Regions from separate parts of the Gossypium hirsutum genome. Here region 2 is linked to region 1. Evidence: chromatin contacts called from public Hi-C data. All regions are on one chromosome and are shown on one strand. The core of a region is the stretch at or near the end of the contact, and the rest is flanking DNA. Distances in the headings are between cores, read along the strand shown. Region 1 has its middle 52 kb from the start of LOC107900629. Region 2 holds the start of LOC107900630 (helicase-like transcription factor CHR28).

What was found. Hi-C and Micro-C count contacts between places; a contact is called where the count stands out from the background.
Region 2: a Hi-C map of leaf shows a contact between it and region 1, with 2.6 times the contacts expected there. The contact joins the promoter of LOC107900630 here to the enhancer-like site in region 1. A contact is called at or near these places in 9 of 34 Hi-C or Micro-C datasets (callus, leaf, petal and 1 more).

What each region holds. Positions count from the first base shown.
Region 1 is chrD06:43,583,242-43,589,876 of Gossypium_hirsutum_v2.1, forward strand. No RefSeq gene overlaps it. Among protein-coding and RNA genes, the nearest start is that of LOC107900629, 52 kb to the left of the region's middle. Within about 2 kb of position 4,155, at least 6 of the 9 cell types and tissues checked have an H3K27ac peak or open chromatin away from gene starts, as enhancers often do. A contact at or near this core is called in leaf, where this site is marked.
Region 2 is chrD06:43,681,130-43,687,764 of Gossypium_hirsutum_v2.1, forward strand. LOC107900630 (helicase-like transcription factor CHR28) reads left to right here and starts at 2,369. Exons shown (of 13, transcript XM_041095854.1): 1 at 2,369-2,962; 2 at 3,457-3,532; 3 at 3,631-3,957; 4 at 4,085-4,438; 5 at 4,568-5,136; 6 at 6,138-6,209. The coding sequence starts at 2,801.

The DNA of each region.
Region 1 (6,635 bases), core at 2,905-5,404:
TACGAAAATTTGATTATTGTTGAGCTCATACATGTTTCTTGATGTTTATATGAAATAATGTCTAACATGGTTGATGAGAATATGTGTTAGGGCTTCTAGTCAATTTGGTTTGAATATGAAATGTATGCTTACCTTAATTGTGATTAATTGGCAAGTTAAATTCCATGTTATACGAACTTACTAAGCATTAAATGCTTACTCTGTTTTATTTTTCCTGTTTTATAGTAATTCGGAAGCTCGCTGGGTTGGAAGCTTGGCGGAGATATCTCACATTATCCATTAGCTCATTTTGGTATATATAACAAACTAAATTTTGGTTATAATGGCATGTATAGGCTAAATTTTTATATGTATATATTTAAGGCCTTAACATGTCTAATGTGTGTTTGTAATGGATGAATGGTGGAAATTACATAGGCATATTGATGAGTGGTTTGAGATAGTATAATTAGTAAAATATGCATATATGTACGTACGGTTATTTTGGTAAGTTTGGATTATCGAACATATGTGATGATATGTTATGTATTAAGCTTGATTTTGGCTTGGATTGAAAGTCTTGTTATGGTTTATGAGTGTGCAAATTGATGTGTTTAGGTTGAAATCAAAATGGGTGAGAAATGTGGCTTGGAAAATGACCTATTTTCGTCCATACGGGAAGAGACACGGGCGTGTGTCTCAGCTGTGTGTGATACATGGCCTAGCACATGGGTGTGTGGTTTGGCCGTGTGTCCCCTGCATCTTCAAAATTACAAAACAAAATGCTCAAAATATTCACACGGCCTAGCACACGGGCTTGTGGTTTGGCCGTGTGACCCCTGCATCTTATTAATACAAGTCAGTATGCTCACACGGCCTAGCACATGGGTGTGTGGCTTGGCCGTGTGACCTAAGTCAGAGAACTCATATGTTTAGACACGGGATGAGACACGGCTGTGTGTCCCTATTTCGAAGGTTCACACGGCCTGAGACACGAGCGTGTCTCTTGACCGTGTGAGACACACGGCTTGGCCACACGGGTGTGTGTCCCCTGCATCTTGAATTTTTTTTGATGTTTTCTAAAAAATTTCTGAGCACCCAGTTTAGTCCCTACTTATTTCTAATGCGTAATTTGGGCATTGAGGCTCATATAAGGGACAATATGATTGATTATGATTGATTTCTGATATGAATGTTAAATGTTATGAACTGTCTATATTTGATTTATAAAATCTGGTAATGCTACGTAACCCTATTTCGGTGACGTATATGGGTTAGGGGTGTTACATTACATGAAATAGGACCAAGTAGAATAGGCTCTAAATACATTTATGTATTTATTCATTTGTGACGTTCATAGTGTGAGATACCTTAATATTGAGTGGATGATGGACTATGTATGCCTGACTTGTATACTTTGATGTAAGTAAAAGCTTGAGTTTAAATAGATAAAGAACAGAAAGTTGGTGCGTTGGGTATAAAACTTTTGCAGCATGTAGCATCATTCACAATAGTGGAATTCATATCCCAAGACATGGGTAAATGATATCCTCTCATTGGCATTACATGATAGATGAAAATTAAAGTGGCCACGAGTCGTTTGTCTTTTTGATGAATGATTTAATTATTATATGATGTAATTGACTTTCCATGAAGGAAGATGTAATGATTACCGTGAGGTAAAATAGGATCATATAGGAGAACGAATTTATCCCAAAGAGATTAATGATATCTTATGAGGCTAACTCACTTATGCAAGGTCATTAGACTAGCACTGATCAAGTAGCTTTCGTAATGGTATGTAATTAGGGAGAGCTCAGTCACGATACTATAGTGGAATGACTTTGTGACTAAATGAGTTTACTAATTAATAGGCGAAAAGTTGAGACTTAATTATAAATCATTTTAACCCTAATTACATATGTCTAATCGGTCCATCCGCTAGCTCGTTCAAACTAGAAATGAATTGCATGTAGAATCAAATAAACAAAAATGGATAGAAATGATAAAATTAGAAAAATGGGTTACATTTAGAAGTGAATGTGTTTTCTCACTAAGAATGAAAATGACTTAATATTTAATTTGAGTTTTTTAAATTATTATTTAAGTAAATAATTGAAGTTCAAAAGTGAAATTTAATTAATTGGTAATTGTGAATCCATTGAATATGAAAATTAAATGTATTTTCTCATAGAATCTTTTACGATAAAGTTACAATGACTTTAACGGAACTAGAATTTGGTTGAGACAATTATTTAATTGGAAAATTAATTAAGAAATAATTTTATTTTCGGAAATGGAAAAACATGTATTGGGTTGGATTAAATTAAAAAATACTAGGTTAAAAGTTTAAGAAGCACGTATAATTGGACTCGATACAGTAGAGGCCCCAAACCCCTTATAATATGTATGAGGGGCGACAACCCTAGTACACTAGGGTGGTCGTCCCTCTCTTCTAATTCAACTAGAAGATTGATTTTTCTATTAAATAAGTATTGTTTGTGTTCTCCTAATTCAACTAGAAGATTGATTTTTCTATTAAATAAGTATTATTTGTATTCTTCTAATTCAACTAGGGTTCCTCTATCTCTCCTTATAAATAGATGGCACTAGTAGGGTTAAAAACATAAGTTTTATACACAACTTTGAGATATTGTTATTCTACCCGAAAATAGTGAGAATTTATTTTCTAAGTATAAATTCTATTTTCCAGGAATAATAATTCTAGTAGTTTCTATAAGAGAGAGAGAGAGAGAGAGAGAGAGATTTACTTTCCTACTGAAAGTAAGAAAATTAATTTTGATTTTGCATTTGATTCGTAATTGTTCGAGCCCACACTCGAAGCTATTAATGGTACAAGAATAATAGAGAAGGTCGTTCGGTTGAAAGCCAAGAATGTCAAATTTTTATTTTTCTGTTGTGCAAGAAAATCATTTTTGAGTTGAATTCTTTTCCCAACATCACTATCTACAGTGAATATATTTTTCTCGCAAAGAACAAAAGATGACTTACAAATTAAATTAATTTCTTCGAATTGTTATTTGTTTGATTGTAAATAAATAATTGAAGTTCAAAGTGAGAATTGAATTAACTCACCATCGTACTTTTATTGAATGGAAAAATTAAATATATTTCATTATAGATTCTAATACATTAAAGTTACATGACTTTAACGAAATTAGAATTGGATTAAGAAAATAATTTAAATAGATAAATTTATTTATTTAATTGATTAAATAAATAATATTTGAGAAATAGGAAAATAATTATTTAGTTGGTTAAATTCTATGTGTTGGTTAAAAGTCCAAATAACACATATAATTGTACTTAGTACATGAGAGGGGCCGAACGTGCCCATCCCAAATTAGAGGGGTGACAAACCCTAGTGCTTATTAGTGTGTGTTGCTTCCCCTTAGTATTCCATATAAGCGAATATTATATTTTTATTAAATTATAATTATTTAATTACTCATTATTTAAGTAAAACTATTGTAGCTTTTTTCCTATAAATAAGAATTATGAGAGGGCACACATCAATTGAGCATCGTTACTTTATCAGAAAATAGTGGCAATTTATTTACATAATAAATTTTATTTTCACTAAGTTCAAGAGTTTTCCAATTTTATTAGAGAAATTAACTTCCTCTATGAAAGTTAATCAAGGTTTTCATTCTGTGCAATCAATTCGTGTTGTTTGAGCGCATACTCAAAACTAGCTAGGGTTCAAGGATAGCAAAGAAAATCATTTAATAAAAAGTCAGTAAACGACTTAAAAGACCTCGCTAAAAACGCATGTAATAATTCAATTTAAAGTTTATAACTTTTTAAATATCATAAAGTTCAATTTTCTTAGTAAACTTTTGCTATGTTCATATTTTGTTAAACTTTTTTTTGGGTAAGCTTTAGCTTTGTTCTTTTCTTACCGTGAAAAGGTTTTTTATGGCAATGACTAGTCAATTAAGCTATGCCATGGACAACTGTTACAGCTTTCTTAGTCATGCTAGTTCTGTTTGGGTTGGCTAAAGTTCATCCCGCTAATTTGGAGCTACTATTTTTTTTTTAAATGTTCTTTATGACAAATTTGGAGGGGCTTGAAAGCACGAGGTCTTGGTGTACGACCCGTGACTTTAGTTTATGTTTTTGGACTAAAAGCTAGGGCCCATAATCATTATTGTCTTCTAGGGCTCGATCTGGTAAGTTTGGTTTCATGACTCCACCCTCTACAACGCCATCTTCCATTGACGTGGACCTTGGTTGGCTTGAGCCTTAGTTGCTTCTGGGAGCTTTATCTTTTGATATGAGTCTTTCCTATGCCCCATTTTGCCATAGCTGAAGCACAAGCTTTGGATTCCTTTATATACCACACATTATTTCTGACCCTCCACATTAACAAATCTAACCAGAGGGTCATCAAGGTTCATTTGCACACAAACCTTAGCAAAACGACTTCTTTTCTCCAAGCTAGCGGCATTATCAATCTTGAGAAGTCTACCAATCTTCTAGTGAGGATTGTTGGGTCGTAATATTCAATGGTAAGTTCTGGAAGTCTTTCCCAGGGAAGTTTGATTGTCAAAAACTTTCTGTTTATGAACCAAGGCCATTTTTTTTATTACATTATCATAATCTTGGCCGCACATAAACTTGACGAAGTAGAAACCATACCCCAAGTCTATGAGTTCCATCATACCCAAGGGTTTCCATAGTTGATTTATCTTGAGGCTCAAATCCTCAAAACCTATGCTTTTTCCAAAAACTAATAATGAGAGTTTTGGACCATTTCTTCCTAATGTTTGCTATCTTTTCCTTTGTTAGACTAACGGCTATTGTCGAGCTGTATTCATGGTGGTGTTCATGGTTTTCATTTTCATACTCTGAAGCCATATTTGTGTCCCCTTCTTCCGAGTCTTCAAAGACTTATCCGTAAAAGCTATTATTCTCCCTCGTGAGAGTGTCCATGTAGGAGATAACTTGCCTAGTAGTGGGTCATGAGAATATTTGCAAAGCATAAATGACCTATATGTGATGCATTTCATCAAAAGGAAGTAATAATATAAAAAATGGTTTTTTTTTCTCTAAAACAAGATATTAAAACATTCATTTTTTTTATCCACTCAAAATTTTTTTGGTTTTTTTATTCGTTATAGTGTTTATATTTAAAGATTATGACTACCATTCTTAATAATATTACTTTCAAGTAAATTGATATTTTCTATTCAAGTGTACAATATGATTTATCATTACACTAATACTTGTAAAAGATTTTACTCAAGTTTTAAAAAAAAATATTATTGTTGAGAGAAGATTAGTCTCCGACCCTCAACAAAAAATATTATCCCACTTGAGGGGTTTTATTTCTTTTAAATAATATTTTAATTAATATAGATACGAGTTACAAATTTTATAAAAGATAAGAATATCAACTAAAACTACCTACTTAGTAGCACATGACTAAGCCAAATTATCACATTCAGTACCAAATGCCACGTGGTAAAAATATAGTCGGTACCTAAAACAATAATTTAGAAAATCCTACTCGGAAAAGGGTAGCAATGAAGGATAAATTTTGCCAAAGCAAAAATGAAAAACCTTAATCACTCAAGCCATTTCTCATAATAAATCCGACATATCATGTGCCTTGTGTCGGCCTTTTACGGGGCCATTTATTTCAGTTTTTCTACAAGGGGTGGGTCAAAGTCAAACATGGTTAACAGGTACCTCACGTGTGACAGGTGTCCAGGTGTAGAAATTCAGCTTGGTTTGCTTTCGTGAAATGAAAGGATGTGCTTTTTGCATGACTACTTTCTTCTCTTCTTTTGGTCATTACACACTGTTTTAAACTTGAGGGGTTCGGCTCTCCTGTTTTTCAAGTTTCATGCGATGCTTAGAGGTGTAGATGGATCACATAGGTTGGGTTTAACTAAAAATTGGCATTACAAATTAGAAAAGCGATGCATAAAATTTGATTAGAAATAAAGATGCAATGAGATGAACTGCAGTAAAGAGCTGGATCCAATTTGAAGCTCTTTCTATTGTTGTCATTGGAACTAGTGTTAGAGTAAGTTCAGTCAATGCTTTTCTTCTTAGTAAAACATTATTACATGTTAAGGTAATTTATCTTACTCACATCACAGTTGATATATTGCCTAAATTATATTTTCTTTTGAATTAATATGCATCCTTTTGGATTCTATATTATTAAATGATTATATCCAATATTACTACAACATAACATAAAATATCAAGTTTATATATTATCCAAAAAATAATAATAAGGATTCATTCTTCTATTTTATTTTTATAGGTTTTGAATTTGAATTAAATAATTCTTAGATTTGGGTTGGTTTTATTATTAAAATTTGAGATAATATTTGATATATTGTTAATGGAATTTCTAGACTTCACAAATAAGGTTAAAGAGTTAATAAGTGTCTAATAGAGGTATAGAAAAATATATATTTTTTTAAAAGACATGTGGCCAATTTTTTAAAATTGCTTGTGCAATAAATGTACAAAATACCAACCCTTAAAATTTTGTAACTACAAATATGTTTTTACAAATATTTAGATATTTAGATTTTTGTTCAAACTCATTTTTCATTTTTATTTATTTGTCCAAATTCTTATATTTCCCACAAATAACTCGGTCCTTGATGTTC
Region 2 (6,635 bases), core at 1,119-3,618, 96 kb after region 1:
ATCAATTCCATACATATCTTTAACTTTGGCTTCGACTTTAGGCTCACTATAATCTCTCATTTCTTTAATGTCATCAACAAAATAATTGGGATTCAAAAAAGTGTCAATTGAAGACTAAATCTTACCAAAGGTTGATAACTTGGCTTCATTGAAGTTATTAAAGAACATCTCGTACCAGAGGTTGAAGGCATCTCTAATTGATATTGTGCGATTGATTCAATTAAAGTCAACAGTGATAAATTTACCAACATTTGATGCAACTAAGGTATCTTTGACTCCAAAATGTTAACAATGGGAAATGTTAAGGGAATCTTCGACTAATATTAAAGGATCAAGACTGTCAATGTGCTAGGATAATTGAAAACTTTGTATCCATGGTGAACAGCTTTGAGCTCCACATATAATTGGACTACAATATTACCATGTTGTTAGTTTCAAATAAAATTATCTTAACATCATCATTAAAAGTCACTACAACATACTAAACTTCTCCTTTGGTGGACCCTAGAAATCTATACTTCAACTAGATATTCTCTTTATATTTCTAGCTCAAGTTTTCCTTTGAATCCTCCTTTTCATTTTCTCTAATGCTACATTATCCTTAAATGTCATGTTAATAGGATGAGCCAATTGGAATAGGACGTCTATATCAACCATCACAACCAATCCATTATAATGGACTAGGTTGATAAATCGGTTTCTCGTTTTGCCACTTGAGCCTTTAAAATATTAAATTACTAATATTAGGAACAATACTAGCAATTTCAATAATTTTTAATATCATCCAATAAAGAACTAATTAACTACCATAAAAATAAAAATAATATAGTATATAACATATTCAAAAAATAATAATAACACAAATAACATTAAAACAAAGAAAAAAACACTTACACGATACATCGATATGTATCGAGGTTAAACTAACTAGTTAAGGTCAAGTTCATATTAGTTGAAGTACAAAATTATTGATGAAACCTTTGAAAATACCCATGATATATCCATAAGTGTCGAGGTTAATGTATGGTTATTTTATCATACCCTAAATGGTGGGAATCATATTGCATGATGAATCTCTAGTATAAAAGTAGGACCTTGGCACTTTTAGATGTTGAGTTTTCTTCAAAGATTATCTGCATGGACCTTCAAACCCATTAATGTTAAGGTTGCTTGATCTTGAATAATAGTTAATATTTAATACACTGATAATGTATAATTCTGTGCATCACCGGTTACTAAAATGATGACACATCATCATAAAATTTTAAAGCTAAATTAATTTAACTTCATTTTTAACGATGTATCACCTCTTTATTCAATTGTGATGTATATATTATTCATGTATCAAATATTAATATTAAAAAAACACATTTAAAAATAATAATTGTGAAACATCCTATTTTAAGAAAAAATTGAAAAAAAAAAGAACCCGAATGATATTATATTGGTTTAATGATTATATGTTAACACACATTTAGAACTCCTCTAACTCTCTTACCAACCATGTTTTTTGTTTTTATAAAAAGGTAATTATTTAATATTAATTATTATTAAAAAAGACAAGTTGCTCCAACTTTATTTTGTCTTGTCTTCAAAAAAAAAAATGGAAGAAGTCAACAATGGCTTACTGTTCTGTTTTCACCACAAAAGACCAGCATAAAAACAAAGAATAATAGGAAGCAAGTTACTAAGAATATCGAGGAAAGAAAAAAGCTTATGTTTCCATAGCTTTATCATTTATTTGACTTGCATTAAAAGAAACAATGATTATTGATATTTTAAGATATGATACCTAATGATGCGTTTAACATAATGTTATTGTTTTTAATGTAGCACATCATGTTTTTCACGTAGAGGACAATCCCGTTGTTATGTAAATCTGAAATTGATGAAAAGTAAGAGAAAGAGCGCGATCCCAAGCGACGTAAATTCCCCGACATCCACCCTCGAAATCTCCCCGGTTCTGCCTAGGTAAATTTAATTGGAAATAATTTTATCTTCTTTTTATATTCTACTTTCTAATAAAAAAATATATTTATTTATTTATAATTGTAATAATTGAAGAAGCTCTTTTTACAATGCTTGAATCAAAACTAAATTATAAGACTGAGAAAATCAAATGAAATGGTTTGTTGAGACGATTTATATCTATTTTTGTAATCAGATAAGTCTAACCAAAATCAAATCTAATTGCTCATTGACGGTGTTTTTTTTTTTGGGCATCCATTGTCAGCCTTGTACAAATCACGCGCCAAAAATCAAACCATGCGCGTTTTACTCGCGTGTCTCTTCCACCGACTTCCGCAACTTCGCTCTAAAATCATCCTAAATAAAAAAGTAAAAGGTGTGTACAATACGACGTCGGGTCCGTGACTGACACCCCTCTTATTGTCTTCTCCGCCGCCGTCCTCCGCCCTACCGAAGAAATTGAGACAAATTATTTATTTAAGATAATATATAATATTTTTATATAAATGGGAAATTCTAAAATTCGTCTGCGCAAAAGTCTTTCTACAATAACCAATCCTTATTTAATACCAAAAAGGAGCCACCGCATTCTTTCACGATTCTCTTACATTTGTTTTTTCTTTACAAAAAGTCGCATCTAAGTTTGAGACCGCCAACGCCAACTGTCGAGGAAACTTCTCTCTAATTTCTTCGTTGAAGTGATGCGATTCGTATTGATTGGATCCAATACTTTGTTTCTTTATGTCCGGTAAATCGGCTAGGTTTCACAAGAGCTTTTTTTTTAGGGTTTCCAAAAGCAAGTGAGGGTTCTCGGTTTCTTTCTTCTTGTTTGATGTTGATGATGGGGGAAGATAACCGCAATGATAGCTTCGGTATCTTGTCAAGTGGCGATCTCTCGGCTGATTATAAGTTCGATGATTTCGTTGGGGATGGTATGTGCATCGATCTCGACAGCATCAATCGTATTCTTGAGGAGAACTCTGATCCTCCGCAGGTAGTTACTTTCTTTTGCGGTTTAATTTGGCGCCACTTTTAGGGTGTGGAGTGTGAAGATTTTACTGGAATCCTACTCTTTAATTGTGAAATTTTGAAAGGGAATTTGTTGTATAGATCACGTACTCTCCATTGGAAAGCCTAGGAAATGAGTCAATGGTTGCTTATTTTAGCTGATTTTATGAGAACATAGTTCATAGCTTGTTTGAAATTGAATGAAATTGAACTTACTTTATTTGGAACTATCGCATTCTACTATGATTATTTTGGAATTTATTTAACTCAAGTACTTCCTTGCTTAATTTGCGAATCTGGAATCCAAATTCATCTCATAAATTGTAATTGACTTTGCGTACTTTCACTCTTAAACTCGAGGTTATAGATTGTGGAACTGATATTTCATGGCTTTTTGTTAGCCCTTGTTTCTCGGTAGAAGTTCAATCTTGTTTTCTATTCTTTTCCTAGATAGGTTATTCTTTCTTTGTTAAATTGCAGATTAATCCAGAAGATCCATCGCTTAGAAATATGTCTCAAGGGGACTCAGATCTTGAATCCATCCAGTTTCAAAGTGGTAAAATTTCTTTGCACAAGCATTTTTCTAAGTTTCTGTTTTTTATATATATAATGAAAATTTGATGATATTTCCTTGCTCGGGGTTTACTTTTGCAGATTGTTTAAGAAATAATTCCGATGATTCAGATGCTAGGGCAGGGTCTACCGGTGGCTCCTTTTATTATCATGGGAATTTAGAACTCTCTGCACATGATTGTTCACCGGTTCAAACATCCTCTGCAAGTTTTAAAGAGTGGTCTGCAATTTGTCAAGGGACATCCTACAGAGAGAGAGTTGAGATTCCCAGCTGTAGTACAGCATCTAGTTTTTCTGAGATAGATGGCAACCATGCGTTAGATCATGGAGATAATTTAAGATTTGAACTTGTGGATGATAAAACTAGTTCATTGTTCATGAATACTAAAGAGGAGTTTGGCTACAAAAGTACGTTACCCACTTGCTACTTCAATCTAAACATTGTCATTAGTTGTGCATTTTGAAATTTTTGCTTCCTATTGCTGTGCCCGAGTTTTTTAGTGGAAATGCTGACTCTTGTTTTCTGAATATTCAGATGCTTTGCACAGCCCTGTTGATGAGAATACAAACTTAATATTTGATCAGTATGATCCCTGTTCAGTTATAAGTTGTTACATGAATGGAGATGATGCATATTTTGCTGATTCCTCAATGCAACACTCGCCTGGTTCCCTAAATTTTACGTTTGAAGAAAGTAAGGAGGGTGAAGTTGTGGAATTTCCCACTGAGAGTGCATGCTCCAGTAGTAGGATAATATTCAATTCTCAGGGTGAGATTGATTTCTCTGATGTAAAGAAACTTCATTTTGAAGGTGAAGGGAATGGACATGTTTTACCAGCCTATGGAAAATTTTCATACACTGCCAATGATGGACTCTTTGATGACAAAGGTTCGCTGCAGCCATTCACTCATTCTAAACCTTGCATTTTAAATAACAAACAAGCAGTTTATGGAAAGAATGAAGATAACGAACTGATCACATCTGGCAATATTTTCTCCCATTCTGCTGAATCTTTAGATGAAGCTAGCTGGAGAAAGTCTACTAACAGGGTTGCTGAGTCATTATCTCTTGACGAAGCCTCAAAGCAGTCATCTGATATTTATCCTTCTGTATCAAATCAGGATTTTATGGTTAATGGCAAGGATGCTCATTATTACAATCATGACATTAATCTAAATGTTAGTAGTCAATCTTTCTTCAGTGAGGGACATTTAAATTTAACTTCCCCAGAGAACTATTTTTCCAGTGCATACCCAATTAGTTCAACCAAGATGCAGTTAAGTTGTTTTCAGGATGAAAGAGAGAATAAGTTTATTCCTTCAAGGAGTATGGGTCTTTCAAAAGTCAGTCCTGAATCTATTCATAGCAATTCATCAGATTGCAGATCCCATGTTGATGATGACCCTGATATATGCATTCTTGAAGACATTAGTCAACCTGCCTGGTCAAACCAATCTCTGGTGCTTGTGAAGAAGACTTCAAGTTTGCCGAATACTACATCTAGTACTCAGCTTCATAACCCAGGAATAGGGGGTATCAGGCTCAAGGGAAACGATGAACAGTTAATTTTTCGTGTTGCATTGCAGGTTAGTGCTACTTGTTTGAGATTGCACTGTTTCTTGCTTTTATGGATTGGTGAATCAAAAGAATTTGGTTAAATTTCTGGGGATTTCGACCATTACAGTGCTCTTTGCATAACTGGCTAAGAAGAAACTGTCCTTGGCTTATTTTGTGTTATATCTTTATTTAGTTATGTGTTATCTTTTACCTGAAGAAAAATTGTCATCTTTTAGGCAGTGGTTGAATGAAATAGTGCCCCTAATGTTTTACTGGTCTCTTCGAAAGAATTCTACTTCCTAAACATGCGAACTTATTGTCTCTGACTGCTAAAAATGTTAATTATTATCTGTTATATAGTGGCTAAATATAATAGGGTCTTAATGATATGCCAGTCAGTTTGATGGAACCATGATTTGATAAATACTTCCAAAACTTCAAAATGTTCTCTTTGATATCTTCTTTCTGGTGTTTTGGCCTAAAGGAAAAATAATGCTTTGGAAGAGAGTGAACTGAAAGGCTTGATAAAAGATGATTGTGGTTCTTTCCATTATCAAACCTGTTTAATGAGGGTGTGATCAAGAGAGAAGTATTTTCTTTAGAAGGATTTGTTTTAAAGAGATTATTCTTAAGACTTTCCTCTTTTTGGTTTCTGCCACACTACTGTTTTGCTTGCTATTATTTCAAAGGGACTTGCCTTTGGCCTGAGGAGCTTTTGAATGAAGTACTGCTGCGTAAACTGTTATAATATGTAATGAAAAAATTTGACAAACAAAACTAGTTTAGAGTATCTCAAAATACTTCTTGGGTTAATTCATCTCTGCATAAAATTGGATTTTGCAGTGTAGATTTCCAGATGAAAATGGTTTGCAGGATAGATGTTTAGGCTACTTTAATGCTTCTGTGTGAGTAAAGCATTGATGTTGCCTTGTTTCTGATCTATATTTGTGGCCGCTTTGATCAGAATCAATGTTATATGTAATGTTTATGGCTTTATGTTTACCTAATTAATAAAATTGGTGCCTCACAGGGCCTTTCTCAGCCAAAATCTGAAGCTAGTCCTCCGGATGGTGTTTTGGCAGTACCTCTTCTACGCCATCAGGTCTGAATTGTTCCACATCATATGTTTTCTTTATTATTTACTTTGTGAATGTTGAGCTTCTGTGAAGTTTTGAACTTCAGAGTTGGGAATTGGTATTTGCATAAGGTGAAAATGGCTCCAGTTGAAGATTTCATTTTAAAAGGACATTTAAATATGGTTTTTGAATTTGAATGCCTACAGTGGGCATGACTTGTTTGCTGGAAAGAATGAGCATGGCTAAAAAATACTTATCAGGACCAAGTTGGATAAAAGTGGACTTAAAAAAAGTAGTTAATGTGGTGATTGTTTTCTAACCTCATTTCCTGAGAGGTGCAATGTCAATTTTTGAGACTTCTCTTTTATTTTCTTTTAGTGTTAGATATTTCCTTACCATTCATAGATGCAGTCGAAGAAGAAATCTTAGACAAAGAACTTTTGTTATTTTGT